2 separate regions of the Macaca mulatta genome follow, and region 2 is linked to region 1. Evidence: chromatin contacts called from public Hi-C data. All regions are on one chromosome and are shown on one strand. The core of a region is the stretch at or near the end of the contact, and the rest is flanking DNA. Distances in the headings are between cores, read along the strand shown.

The links. Hi-C and Micro-C count contacts between places; a contact is called where the count stands out from the background.
Region 2: a Hi-C map of fetal cortex germinal zone shows a contact between it and region 1, with 6 times the contacts expected there. The contact joins the promoter of RPP14 here to the promoter of FLNB in region 1. A contact is called at or near these places in 4 of 14 Hi-C or Micro-C datasets (cortical neurons, fetal cortex germinal zone, fetal cortical plate and 1 more).

Annotation. Positions count from the first base shown.
Region 1 is chr2:121,551,143-121,558,199 of T2T-MMU8v2.0, reverse strand. It overlaps FLNB (filamin B), which reads right to left and starts at 3,384. Exons shown (of 46, transcript XM_077993247.1): 1 at 2,950-3,384. The coding sequence starts at 3,241. LOC144339257 (a long non-coding RNA gene) reads right to left here and starts at 5,830. Exons shown (of 2, transcript XR_013414084.1): 1 at 5,759-5,830; 2 at 3,720-3,838.
Region 2 is chr2:121,857,442-121,864,498 of T2T-MMU8v2.0, reverse strand. It overlaps RPP14 (ribonuclease P/MRP subunit p14), which reads right to left and starts at 2,544. Exons shown (of 6, transcript NM_001266712.1): 1 at 2,347-2,544.

The DNA.
Region 1 (7,057 bases), core at 2,135-4,634:
CATTAGAGAGATAGGGCAGTAGTTGCTATCAATCAATGATTAGCATGAAGATTCAATGGGGTGATCAATAGAACATACTTAACACCCAGTAGGTGCCCGCAAATAGAAGCTAGTGTCATTGTCAGCACAATGTAACACAACCTAAGCAGTGAATATATGAACCTTAGTCCAAGCTGGAGGTAACTTTGCCTTGAAGGACCATTACCCACAACAGCCTCAAGAGCTGAGGGAAGAAGCCTCCTGCTTTATCCCCACAGCAGTCCTGGCACTTGCCAAGGCTCTCTGTGGTCTCCAGAGGCTGGAAAACCTGTTTGTTGCAAGATCTCTCGGGACAGCAATTAGACAGCCAATGATACAAGTCATAAATGTGGTCACACCCTTTAACCCAGGAATGTCACTCTGGGGAATATGATCCAAGAAATCATTAAAAAGGAAAAAACTAGAATGTAAGTTGTGGTAGGAACAGGAAGAAGCTGCCAACAGCCCACAGGCCCAGCACAGAGGAAGGGGAACTAACCCTGGAATGTTGGGACAATGGGAGTAGCCAGGGCCTGAGTGGATTTGAAAATAAAAATCAGGAGGACCGGGCTGGGCGCGGTGGCTCATACCTGTAACCCCAGCACTTGGGAGGCCGAGGAGGGTGGGTCATGAGGTCAAGAGTTCGAGACCAGTCCGGCCACCATGCTGAAACCCCATCTCTCCTAAGAATATAAAAATTAGCCAGGTGTGGTGGCGCGTGCCTGTATTTCCAGTTACTCAGGAGGCTGAGGCAGAAGAATCGCTTGAACCCGGGAGGTGGAGGTTGCAGTGAGCGGAGATGGCACCATTGTACTCCAGCCTGGAGACAGAGCAAGGCTCCATCTTGGGGCGGGGTGGTAGGGAGTAGGGGGAGCAGGGAATCAGGAGAACCAAGTAAAAAAATGTAAGCGACCAGACAAAATCTAGAATGAGACCCACAGCCCCAGGCACTGATGACAGACAGTGCTGGAAGTAGCTGCTGCCTTTGTAAACAGTTGGTAGATCAGGCAGTCTGTGATTTGCTAGTGCTGCGGTTTGGTTTGGTTTGGTTGTTGTTTTAGAGATTTCATGTCATATCTGGATACTTCTGGTTTACTTTAAGTTTCTTTATTCAGTTAATTAAATAAATACACATTTTTAAAACAAAGAACAGATCCAAGTTGGGCCCAGCTGGGCCTTGGGATTCTTCAGAGGGGAGGCTGGTTTCTGAACGGTAAAGAATTCCAGAAGATTCTGAGGTTATCCCTCCGCAGTACAGGAGATGGACCCCAGGAAGAAGACAACGGCATGGCATGTGGGTTTTTCTGCCTGGAAGCCACCCTTGGGGAGGGGGAGGGCTGCTGGAGATCGGCTGGGTGGTGCCGCTGGGCTGGGTGGTGCGGCTGCCCAGGAAGCAGGAAGCAGCCCTACCTGCCAGGACAGGTGTGGGGGAAGGGAAGGGTGAGGCCCTGAGGCCTAGGGGAGGCTCAGCCTAGAGGGAATCCCTTTTCCACTGGAGAAAGTCCTGGCAGCCACACCCATCTCCCTTTCTTCCTGTCACTAGGGTCACTATAGTGACCTGCTTTCCTCAGGAAAAGATCCAAGTCACAAGCCAGGGCCAGTCCCTGGTTCTCCTTAGGAAGAGATCCAGACCCAGGACCCTCTCCCGCCCAAACCCACCCCCCCCACACACACACACACACAGGCGGATACACATTCTCTGCATACAAACATACTCTGCACACCCATTCCGTGTACACACAAACTCTCTTTGCATATGCACATGCTATACATACATGCTATGTGTGTACACACATTCTCTGCACACATGTCCACATGCACACACACATACTACAAACTCCTTGCCCCTACTGTCACGGCCCACACTCTCAGCCGCCTTGTGGCCCTCCTGGAAGCGCCCAACTATCTCAGACCACAAGGGAGACTTCATCCTTATTCTTCCTCCCCAGTCCAGGGGGCCCAGTCCAGCAAGAGACACCAATTCCCTCCCTTCTTTCAGGAAGACCCTGGTGTGGGTTTGGGAGGGGAGAGGAAAACAAAGCCTTCTTCTAACTGTCGCCCACTTCCTTCAATTCTCAGCTGGGCCCTACTTGCTGACCTTGGACAAGTCAACTAACCCTCTGGACCCTCTTATCTCTAAAACGGGTCTAGCCTCACCCCAGCTCGCAGGATGTGTAGGGACGGAGATAACCTAGAAGGCTGACAGTACACAGAGGACGCTAGTTGGGCTCCCTACAAGACAGCAATTACTGTTACCACCACCATCCCTACATTATAACTTCGGCAGCAAGGAGTGGGTTCAACCTGCGGCGCGGCCAGAGCTGAGCTTGGGAGCAGAGGGAGCCAGGACACACACCCGCGCCTCCCCTGGCAACCTCGGGGCCCACACCCATTCCAGCGACAGCAGGGGAAGGTACCAAGTCTCTGTCTCCACCTGGGCGGGGAGGCCCCAGGCGCAGAGAACGGTTCCTCCCCAGGTCTCATGGCCCGGCCTCCGAGCCAACGCCCATTCAGCTGCCGCAGAGAGAACCAACCTGGGCGCAGCCGGGCGAGCGCTCCGGAGAGCATCTGACTCTAGGGCCCCGCCCCCGGGGATGGCGAACGAGGGTTTCTAGTCCCCTAGCTCCCATAGGGGCGCCCCAGGTGCAGAGAAATGCCACAACTCCACCTCTCCTCCTGTGACCCCAGTCCAAACCCTCAACCCTTAGCCAGCCAAAGGTGCACTGCTGGGGCGCACGGCGGGGAGCGATCCCAACAGGTCCCAGCCCAGAGGAGGGCACCGGGGAGGGGGTCTAGGCCCCCTATATCCCACCCCCGGGGACGACTCCCAGGTGGGGGCGCGCTGCGGGAAGTCCTCGCCCTCCGCAGGGGTGCACGCGCGGGGGCGGGTCGGCACCACAGTCGGCGCCTGGGCCTGGCCAGAGAACTCACCGATGGACACGAGCTTGATGCTCTCACGGTCCAGGAACTCGAGCGCCACGGACACATTCTCGAGCTGCATCTGGCGAAAGGTGGGCCGCTGATGGTACTTGCGGTACATGCGCTTCTGGCTGAGCACCTCGAGCAGCGCGATGAGCCGCAGCCCGTCGCTCAGGTCGGTCTGCAGGTTGCCGATGCGTTTGTTCACGCACTTGAGGTGCTCATTGCACCAGCGTGTGAAAGTGTTCTGCTGTATCTTCTTCCAAGGCGCGTCCTCCGCCAGATCCTTCTCGGTTACCGGCATCCTGGTGGCGGGGAGAACGCAATGCGCAACGAGCTGCCGGGGACTGGTGTTTGGAGGCCCAAGGGCCGAAGTGGCGAGAACCGAAGCGGAGCGGGAGCGGGGTTCGAACTTGCTGCTACCGGAGCCACGGCCGGTGCTGCTCTGCGGCCGCCCGCCTCTGGCCGCGCGAGGCGCCTGGCCCCGCGCCTGCGCGCTGAGCCGCCCCGCCCCTAAGCCCCGCCCCGTACCGACCCTCCCGCGGGATTTCCTGGGCCACGCTCGCCCCCTGCCGCCTGCTGCAGGCACTGCGCCACACGGCGTCCTGGGACCCGCGCTCGAAGCCCACCACCCCAGCAGGACGTAGGGCTGCCTAAATCACCCCGTCAGCCCTGGGGTGGGGGGACTCGCGGGGACTGGGAGCCGGACAGAATGGGTCGGGCAGCAGTGGGACTTGCGGGAGGGGCGCGCAGAGCGGAGGTCTACATCCACATATACATTCAATAAAATTCAGTGAGGGCTTTTATTGAGCTCCACTTGTGTACCAGGCATTCTTCTCAGAGCCTGCCAACCAGTAGCAAATCAGACAAACGTATTGCACAACTTCAAGGAGTTCACAGCCTAATGGGAGAGAAAAGTGTAAATCCACCATCACCAACAGCCCAGTAGTGTGGTAAAAATGAACAATAAGGCTTGCTACCTGTCTTAGGTTCCAGTTACTGCTGTAACAAGTTACCAAAACTTAGTGTCTTTGAAAACACACATGCACAAATGTATTATTGTTAAGTTCTGTAGGTTCGATGGCCCACATGGGTCTCGCTTAGCTAAATTGGCAAGATGCATTCCCTTCTGGAGGCTGTAGGGAAGAATCTCTTTCCTTGCCTTTTCTAACTTCCAGAAGCTGCCTGCGTGCCTGACTCCTGCCCCTTTTCTCTGTGAAAGCCTGCAATGGGCTGGGCACAGCGGCTCACGCCTGTAATCCCAGCACTTTGGGAGGCCAAGGTAGGTGGATCACCTGAGGTCAGGAGTTGGAAACCAACCTGGCCAGCATGGTAAAACCCCATCTCTACTTAAAATACAAAAATTAGCCAGGTGTGGTGGCGCGTACCTGTAATCCCAACTACTGGGAAGGCTGAGATAGGAGAATCGCTTGAACCTAGGAGGCGGAGGTTGCAGTGAGCTGAGATGATGCCATTGCACTCCAGCCTGGGTGACAGAGCAAAACTCCGTCTCAAAAAAAAAAAAAAAAAAAAAAAAGAAAAGAAAAGAAAAGAAAGCCCGCTATGTCAGGTAGAGTCTCTCACACAGTCCTCTCTCCATAGGCGCATCTTCCTCTTTTATTTTTTTTTCTGCGACGGAGTCTCGCTCTGTTGCCCAGACTGGAGTCCAGTGGTGCAATCTCGACTCACTGCAACCTCCTCCTGGGTTCAAGTGATTCTCCTGCCTCAACCTCTTGAGTAGCTGGGACTACAGGCACCCACCACCACGCCCCGCTAATTTTTGTATTTTTAGTAGAGACGGGGTTTCACCGTGTTGGCCAGGCTGGTCTTGAACTCCTGACCTCAAGCGATCCACTGGCCTCTGCCTCCCAAAGTGCTGGGATTACAGGCGTGAACCACCTTGCCTAGGGCCTTTTTTTTTCTTTCTTTCTTTCTTTTTTTTTTTTTTTTTTTTGAGACAAGGTCTCACTCCGTCTCCCAAACTGGAGTGCTATGACTCAATCTCAGCTTCCTGCAGCTTCAGCCTCCCCACACCTGGCCCTTTTAAGGACTCTTAAGATTACACTGGGCCAGCTGGTTAGTCCACCATGATCTCCCTATTTTAAAATCAACTGATGAACAACCCGAATCCTGTTTGCAACCTTAATTCCCCTTTGCCACTTAAGGGAATGTTCACAGGTCCTGGGAGTTAAGATGTGAACATCTTTGGGGGCTGTTATTCTGCCTACCACAGCATACATTGAGCACTTACTCTGTACTCATCCAGGTTCTGTGCTAGGTTCTGAGATATGGCTGAGTCTCAGGCCAGCCCTCTGTTGACAAAAGCCTGAGTAATTACAACAGCAAGCATCGAATGAACACCTGCTGTTCCTCTGTGCCAAGCACAGTGCAAAGCAATTTCTTTCAAGTTGGGTGCGGTGGCTCATGCCTGCAATCCCAGCACTTTGAGAGGCCGAGGTGGACATATCACCTGAGGTTGGGAGTTCGAGACCAGCCTGACCAACGTGAAAAAACCCCATCTCTACTAAAAATACAAAAAATTAGCTGGGCCTGGTGACACATGCCTGTAATCCCAGCTATTTGGGAGGCTGAGGCAGGAGAATCACTTGAACACAGGAGGCAGAGGTTGCAGTGAGCAAAGATTGCGCCATTGCACTCCAGCCTGGGCAACAAGAGTGAAACTCCGTCTCAAAAAAAAAAAAAAGAAGAAGTAACCAAGTGGTTGAGCGGCTTGCCCAGGCCACACAGCACAGTTAGAACCATAATGCAAGTCTGGAAGAGAGGCACAGGGTGCCCTGGTACCAGAGAAGGGGCTGCTAACCTGGTTTGGGAGAGGAGTTCAGAGCAGGCAAGCTTCTGAGGAAGAGACTTAAGCAGGACTGCAGGCAAGGGCTTGCAACTTTGAGGGCTGCCCAAGAGAGGCCAGCCAATTTATGGGTAGAACCATTCTGTAACAGGTTATTTGCATACAATCAATGTCAAAGTGCTTTGTTCAGACAGATGAACTGACTCGCTAGAAATGGTCACAACAGCCTGGGGGCGAGAATATATTACCTGGCCCTGGCTCACAATAGGGACTTAGTAAGTACACTCTTGTGTTGCTTAACAATGGGAATGCTAGAGGATTTTGTCATGATAGGAACACCAGAGAGTGTGCTCACACAGACCTAGATGCTACAGGCGACCACACATCCAGGTTAGAGGGGATCGCCTGTTGCCCCGGGCTACAAACCTGTACAGCAAGTTACTATATTGATACTGTAGGCAGTTGTTACAGTAAGTATTTGTGAATCTAAACATTTAAAAAGTATAATAAAAATACAATATAAAAGATAAAATTGGGCCACGCGTGGTGGCTCATACCTGTAATCCCAGCTCTTTGGGAGGCCAAGGCGGGTGGATCACTTGAGATCAGGAGTCTGAGACACCCTGACCAACATGGCAAAACCCTGTCTCTACTAAAAATCCAAAAATTAGCCAGGCATAGTGGCAGGCGCCTGTAATCCCAGCTACCTGGGAGGCTGAGGTAGGAGAATTGCTTGAACTTGGGAGGCAGAGGTTACAGTGAGCCGAGATCACACCACTGCACTCCAGCTTGGGAGACAGAGCAAGACTCCATCTCAAAAACTAACTTACTAACTAACTAACTAACTAACTAACTAACTAAATAAATAGACAGATAGATAAAAATGGTCTACCAGTATGGGCAGTTACCATAAATGGAGCTTGCAGCACTGGAATTTGCTCTGGGTGAGTCAGTGAGTGAGTGGTACGTGAATGTGAAGGTAGGACATTACTGTGCACTACTGTAGACTTTGTAAACACTGTGCACTGAGGTTATACTAAGTTTATTTTTTAACTTTTTTCTTCTGCAATAAGAAATTAACCTTAGCTTACTGTAATTTTTTTATTTCATATATTTTTTAATTCTTTGACTTTTTGGCTTTTGTAATAACAGCTTAAAACACAAACACATTATAAGCTATACAAAAATTCTTTCTTTACATCCTTATTCCATAAACTTTTTTCTTTTTTTTTTTTTTTTTTTGAGACGGAGTCTCGCTCTGTCGCCCGGGCTGGAGTGCAGTGGCCGGATCTCAGCTCACTGCAAGCTCCGCCT
Region 2 (7,057 bases), core at 1,295-3,794, 310 kb before region 1:
GATGCAGCTTCTAAAAGGTCTGAACTTTCAAGAACGTAGAACATGCTCATCTCTCTGCAGACAGTTCCTTTCCTTGGCTCCCTACCAACCTTGCTCTCCCCTGGACAGGTCCTATTCATCCTTCAACTTTCAGTTTAAATGTCACCTCTTCAAGGAGGTCTTCTCTGACACCCTGCTCTAAATTAAGTCCCCAAGTTATGCAATCTCTTAACATTGTCTATTTGTTTAATATATGGATCCCCCACTGCAGGGACCAGGAAACTGAGGCCCAATCAAGGAAAGAGACTTATCCAAGGTCACAGAGCTACAGACCAGCATTTCCAAAACCACTCTGAGTTAGACCCAATTTCAACCACTCCCAGATGGTGACCTCTGGAGAAAAGAAGTCAGGGTCAAGGAGCTACATCTACCAATCCATTCAACAAACATTAATACTTTGGGACCTGGCGTGGTACTCATGCCTGTAATCTCAACAGTTTGGGAGGCCAGGAGTTTGAGACCAGCCTGGGAAACATAGTGAGACCCTGTCTCTTAAAAATAAACAAACAAACAAAAAAATTTAAATTAGCCAGGCATGGTAGTGTGTGCCTGTAGTTCCAGCTACTCCAGGGGCTGAGGTGGGGGGATAGTTTGAGTTTGGGAGGTTAAGGATACAGTGCACTGTGATTGTACCACTGCACTCCAGCCTGGGTGACAGAGCATCACCCTGTCTCCAAAACAAACAAAAAATACTGTAATACTATGACACAAAGTAGGTATTCAAATGAGGGAAAAGTGATAGTGGTAAGCCTATATATTCAAAAGAATCCTTGGTTTCAGGACAGCGGCAAACCTGATGCTTCTTTCCCAGTCACCAGAGTCTCCCCTAACTACAAGGGCAGGGCAAACAAGAAACCTCATCTGTTTCTTTCATTGCTTGGCGCATAAATGTTTTTTAGTGTTACTGCCTTGATGGAGCTGGCTGCCTAAAGTAGGGGAGTGAAATTACGCCCAGGGCTTAGATGCCAGTAAAACGAAGACTTACACAACGTCCACGAGATGGACAGTGGTGACGGCTGCACAGCGTTGTGAATGTATTCAATGCCACTTACGATAAATTTTATGTCACGTTATTTTCTGCAATTAAAAAAAAAAACTTACAAATGACAGCACTGCCCTCTGCAGGCTGTTCTGAGATTAAAGGAGAGGATGACTGGGAAATTATTTTGTATAGACTGGTATTAAATATATTCACCAGGCTCTCCACAGATGTGGGCTCACGAAGTCACTGTCACTATCATCTTTAAAGTCTTGTTGTTTGTTTTGAGATAGTGTCTCACTCTGTCGCCCAGGCTGGAATGCTTCGGGCCGAAGCAATTCTTGTGCCTCAGCCTTCCGAGTAGCTGGGATTACAGGCGTACATCATCACGCCCGGCTAACTTTTGCATTTTTAGTACAAATGGGGTTTTGCCATATTGGCCCAGGCTGGTCTCCAACTCCTGGCGTCAAGTGATCCGCCGACCTCGGCCCCCTCAAAGTACTGGGATTACAGGCATGAGCCACTGCGCCGGGGCTAAAGTCAGCCTTTTTTAGTGGCTGCACAGGGATGCTCCTAATCTGACCTATTAGTAATAAATCTTTGATTCCCCCTACTCCCCCGCTTCTCCAACTCTACGGTGGCCCGTGAGTCCATTAACATCTACTCAAACTACATCATTCCTCTGCTCAAAACCTTGCTATGGTTCCCGTTTTATCCAGAGTAAGGCCAAAGTCCTTAGAACAGCCTGCAAGGCTCTGCCTGGAGGTTCCGCAGGGCTGCCCCCCCCAACACCTCTGACCTCTTGTCCTGCCATTCTCCCTCCGCTCAATCCCCGCCACCATACAGGCCTAGCCTAGTTCTTTCGCACGCGCCAGTCTCGCTCCCACCCCTGGGCCTCGGCTCTAGCTTTTCCCCATGCTGGGAAACCTCTTCCTCCAGGCAGCCACCGGGCTCACACCCTTGCCTCCTTCTTGGCTTAACTCAAATCTCAATCGGTTTGGCCCAGTGCCCTTCTCGGCTAACACCGCACCCCACCCCCATGCCCCGTCCCTGCTTTCTTTTTCGTAGCATTTGCCTTTTTCTATGACTATTATGTAACTCGTTTATCTTTATCTGTACTCGCCCCACATCCCAACAGAAAGTCCACTCCAAGAATCTTGCTATCTTGTTCACTGCTGTTTCCCAAGGCCCTAAAACACTGTGTCGTGTTCAGTGGACATGCAACGTCCAGTTTCTGGACTAAATCAATCACTTTTAAAAGCTCAATTTCCCTACTGTTGAGAACTTGGGTGGCTTTCAGTATTTTTCAACAACCATTTAGCGCTCACCTCGCGCCGGGCGCACGGAGCGCGCTCAGGACACGGTTCCGAAGTCTCGCCTGCGCCTCTGCGGCCGAGACCCTGCGCGGCGCCGTACGGAGGCACGCAGCGCCCCGGGCCGGAACGGACTAGCGGCCCAAACCGCGCCGCCCGCCCCGCGCATGCGCCCGGGGCGCGGCCAACTAAGACGGCTCCCGAACCACCACCGCTCTTTGGAGAGCTTCCACCTACCCACTCTCCGTCGGACTAGCCTGACGCCTGCCCAGACTGCTATTCGCTGCAAGAACCCGCCAAGGCTTGGAGCTCCCCGGCAGCAGCCAGACCTGGGGCCGAGAAACTCCTGGTGTCTTTACGTTTGGCTTCTCCTCGTCCCGCCCCACGAAGCGTGACGCCCAGGCGGATATGACGTCACCGCGCAGCGTCTTCTTAAGGACCCAGGCGCGAATCCTGATCCGGAGCTGAGAGTGGCCGAGCTCAGCGCTCTCTGGTGTCCACTCCGGAAAAGCCGTATGTGCAGTTTGCTAAGGGTGCGGTTTATAAGGCGTATTTATTCCGCCTTGGACGGTGCTTCATAGTTATCCATTTCTTAATGCATTCATTCATTCAACAATTTTTTTTTTGTTTTTTTGTGTTTTTTTGAGACAGTTTCACTCTGTCGCCCAGGCTGGAGTGCATTGGCGCAATCTGGCTCACTGCAACCTCCACCTCTAGGACTCAAGCGATTCTTCCACCTCAGCCTCCTGAGTAGCTGGGACTACAGGTATGCTCCACCATGCCTGGCTAATTTTTGTATTTTTAGTAGAGACGGGGTTTCACCATGTTGGCCAGGCTGGTCTCAAACTCCTGGCCTCAAGTGATCTGCCCACTTTGGCCTCCCAAAGTGCTGGATTACAGACGTGAGGAACTGCGCCCGAGTCATTCTACAGAATTTTTTTTATTATATTATAACTTATTTATTTATTGAGATGGAGTCTTGCTCTGTCGCCAGGCTGGAGTGCAGTGGCGCGATCTCGGCTCACTGCAACCTCCGCCTCCCTTCAAGTGATTCTTCTGCCTCAGCCTCCCAAGTAGCTGGGACTACAGGCATACACCACCATGCCCAGCTAATTTTTGTATTTTTAGTAGAGACGAGGTTTCACCATGTTAGCCAGGATGGTCTTGATCTCTTGGACTTCGTGATCCGCCCACCTCGGCCTCCCAAAGTGTTGGGATTACAGGCGTGAGCCACCAAGCCTGGCCTAATTTTTGTATTTTTAGTAGAGACGGGGTTTCGCCATGTTGGCCAAGCAGGTCTCAAACTCCTGACCTCAGGCAATCCACCCACCTTGCCTTGCAAAAGTGCTGGGATTACAGACGTGAGCCACCATGCCCAGCCTACAAATTTATATCTAGCATCTCCTCTCCTCAATATCTCCTATGTCAAGCACTCCCCAAAGATAGTATCCACTCTCAGTGTCCCTTGTGACTCCCAGCACATGGTATGTGTTCTACCTAGGCCGTCCTGAAAAGACCCACAAAGTAAAGACTTTGTGCTAGGCACTATGCAAAATATTTTACATATGTTGTCTCATGGAACCCTCACACAATCCTGAGATGGCTATTACTATGATCATTACATTTCAGAGGTAGAAACTGAGGCGCAGGCCTGGCAGTGGCTCATGCCTGTAATTCCGGCACTTTGGGAGGCCAAGGTGGGCAGATCACTTGAGGCCAGGAGTTCAAGACCAGCCTGGCCAACATGGTGAGACCCCCATCTCTACTAAAAATACAAAAATTAGCCGGGCACGGTGGTGCACACCTGTAATCCCAGTTACTCAGAAGGCTGAAGCAGGAAAATGGCTTGAACCTGGGAGGCAGAGGTTGCGGTAAGCCGAGATCACACCACTGCACTCCAGCCTGGCAACAGAAAAAGAAACTGAGGCACAGAGAGGCTAAGTTATTTGCTCAAGATCACAGCAGTGGCATGGGCTGTCTGATTCTAGCCAGTGCTCTACACACTGCACTGTATTACCACCAATTGAGGGGCTGCAGTGGGAAGGAAAGCTTTAGTGTAAGCCCCAAAAGGATGGAGCCTTGTCTGTGTTGCTCACCACTGCATCCCAGTTCCTGGTACCCAATGGTGACCTAACATCTATTTACTGAAGGCATTTGTTCATAAATGGATAGGCTGGTTTTGCTTGGGTTGGGGGGCAAAGGGTTGCCTTGCACAGGACAGTTGAGTCAGCGGGGATCTCCTTCCTCAATTCTTTTCTCAAAATCCCACTGTGTTGTTTCCAGCAGCTTCAGTCCTTGACCTTGGCCATGCTCTCCAGTTCTGTGGTTCCTACTTTCTTCTTCCTTCAGAGGAGACAGGGCTTGTTCCAGATGTGGGAAGAGGTGGAGAAAGCAAACACAGACCCCACAGAACCTGGCATTTTCTTTCTCAAAGCAGCTTGATTTCAGAAGCCGCCAGAACTTGCTTCAAATTCATCCTCTGCCACTTACCTACCTCCCTCATCTGTCACATGGAGAGATTATTAGCAGCTACCTCACAGAGTTGAGGGAAAAAGAGTTGATGGTATAAAGTGTCTGGCACCCCAGGAAACCCTCAGTAATATGAGAGGGTTCCTGTAAGCCAGCTGCCTGGCAAACGTATCCTGCCAGGCAGCCCAGGAAAACCAGAGCAGTTCCTGCATTTTGAACTTCAAGGAACAATAGATAATTATCACCCTGCTGCAACAAATGCTGAAAATGCAGTGTCTTCCCAGTTGCCTGAATTCTCTCATGCTGTCTTATTAATTCAGAGTGGAGGATAAAAGAGACACCTTTGAATGATAAAGACAAAAACCTTTTGTTTTTTTGTGTGGTGACTCAGGCCTGTAATCCAGCACTTTAGGAAGCCGAGGCAAGCGGAACACCTGAGGTCAGGAGTTCAAGACCAGCCTGGCCAACGTGGCGAAACCCTGTCTCTATTAAAAATACAAAAATTAGCTGGGTGTGGTGGTATGTACCCTACTCAGGAGGCTGAGGCAGAAGAATTGCTTGAGCCCAGGAGGCAGAGGCTGCAGTGAGCTGAGATCATGCCACTGCAATCCAGCTGAGATGACAGAGTGAGACTCTGTCTCAAAACAAAACAAAAAAACAAAACCAAAAAAAACCTTTGTTTTTCAACTAAATTTTATATAAAAAAAATATTTTTGGACAGTGTGTCACTGTCACCCAGACTGTAGTACAATAATGTGATAATGGGTCACTGCAGCCTCAACCTCCCAGGCTCAGCCAATCCTCCCACCCCAGCCTCCCAAGTAACTGGGACTACAAGTACATGCCACCATGCCCAGCTAATTTTTAATGTTTCTATAGAAACAGGGTGTCACCATGTCCTCAGGCTGGTCTTGATCTCCTAGACTCAAGCGATCCTTCTGTGTTGGCCTCCCCAAAATGCTGGGATTACAGGTGTGAGCCGCCTCGCCGTGACTAAATTTTATTTTTTGAATAGGTACTGTAGGCTTACAGCATACATTTCAAATGACATAAAGGGATAAATATTAAAAAGTGACTTCCACCTCTTCCCCTGTCAGCCTCTCCCCTCTCCAGGAGCAACCACTAGTATGAGTTTCTTTTTTTTTTTTTTTTTTTTTTTTTTTTGAGACGGAGTCTCGCTCTGTCGCCCAGACTGGAGTGCAGTGGCGCGATCTCGGCTCACTGCAAGCTCCGCCTCCCGGGTTCACGCCATTCTCCTGCCTCAGCCTCCCGAGTAGCTGGGACTACAGGTGCCCGCCACCACGCCCGGCTAATTTCTTTTTGTATTTTTAGTAGAGACGGGGTTTCACCGTGTTAGCCAGGATGGTCTCGATCTCCTGACCTCGTGATCCGCCCGCCTCGGCCTCCCAAAGTGCTGGGATTACAGGCTTGAGTCACCGCGCCCGGCCTAGTATGAGTTTCTTAAGTGTCCCCTGAAAAATATGATAGGCTTTTCCCTCTTGACAACATATCTAAAATTGCTCCAGATCAAAACACACAAGGCTGCCTCAGTCTTTTTTTCTTTTTTTTTGGAGATAGGGTCTCACTCTGTGAAACTGACCTTCTCAGTCTTAAAATTTGAGAAAGTTACATTTGTCTTATCTGAGTTCCTTTCTCAGTAAACCAACCATGAGTCATCCCAGATAGTATCAAGGAGCTGAAACTCACCAGATCACTGCATTTGGATGAGTCCAGACCCTTCATCCTTCACGATTGCCTGTCTCCCACGACCTGCTTTCTGTTGACTAACTCCCCTTCCTTATCCTTCCCTGATTCCTGTTTTCCTGCATGTAGTTATATTTCCGCTGTATAAACTCCTAATTTTAGTCAGTCAGGGAGATGGATTTGAGACTGATCTCCCATGTCCACAGCAGCAGCACCCAAGGAAAGCCTTCTTCCCTGGCAATATTCATTGTTTCAGTGATTAGCTTTCTCTTTGGTGAGCGGCAGGACCTAGACGCAACTGCTGGTGTTTTGGTAACAGATTCTGCTGAGTCTAGCCTCAGCTGGATCCCATGGGGAGTCCTGGAGCATAAATGATACTAAGGAAGCTTCCAGGCTTTGAGGCAAGGGGGCCAAGCCTTCACATTCCTCCTGTCATTGGCTGCCACCTATAGGGTTGCCAGATTTAGTAAATAAAAATAGAGGATAGGCCAGGCACAGTGGCTCATGTCTGTAATTACAGTGCTTTTGGAGGCTGAGGCAGGAGGATTGCTTG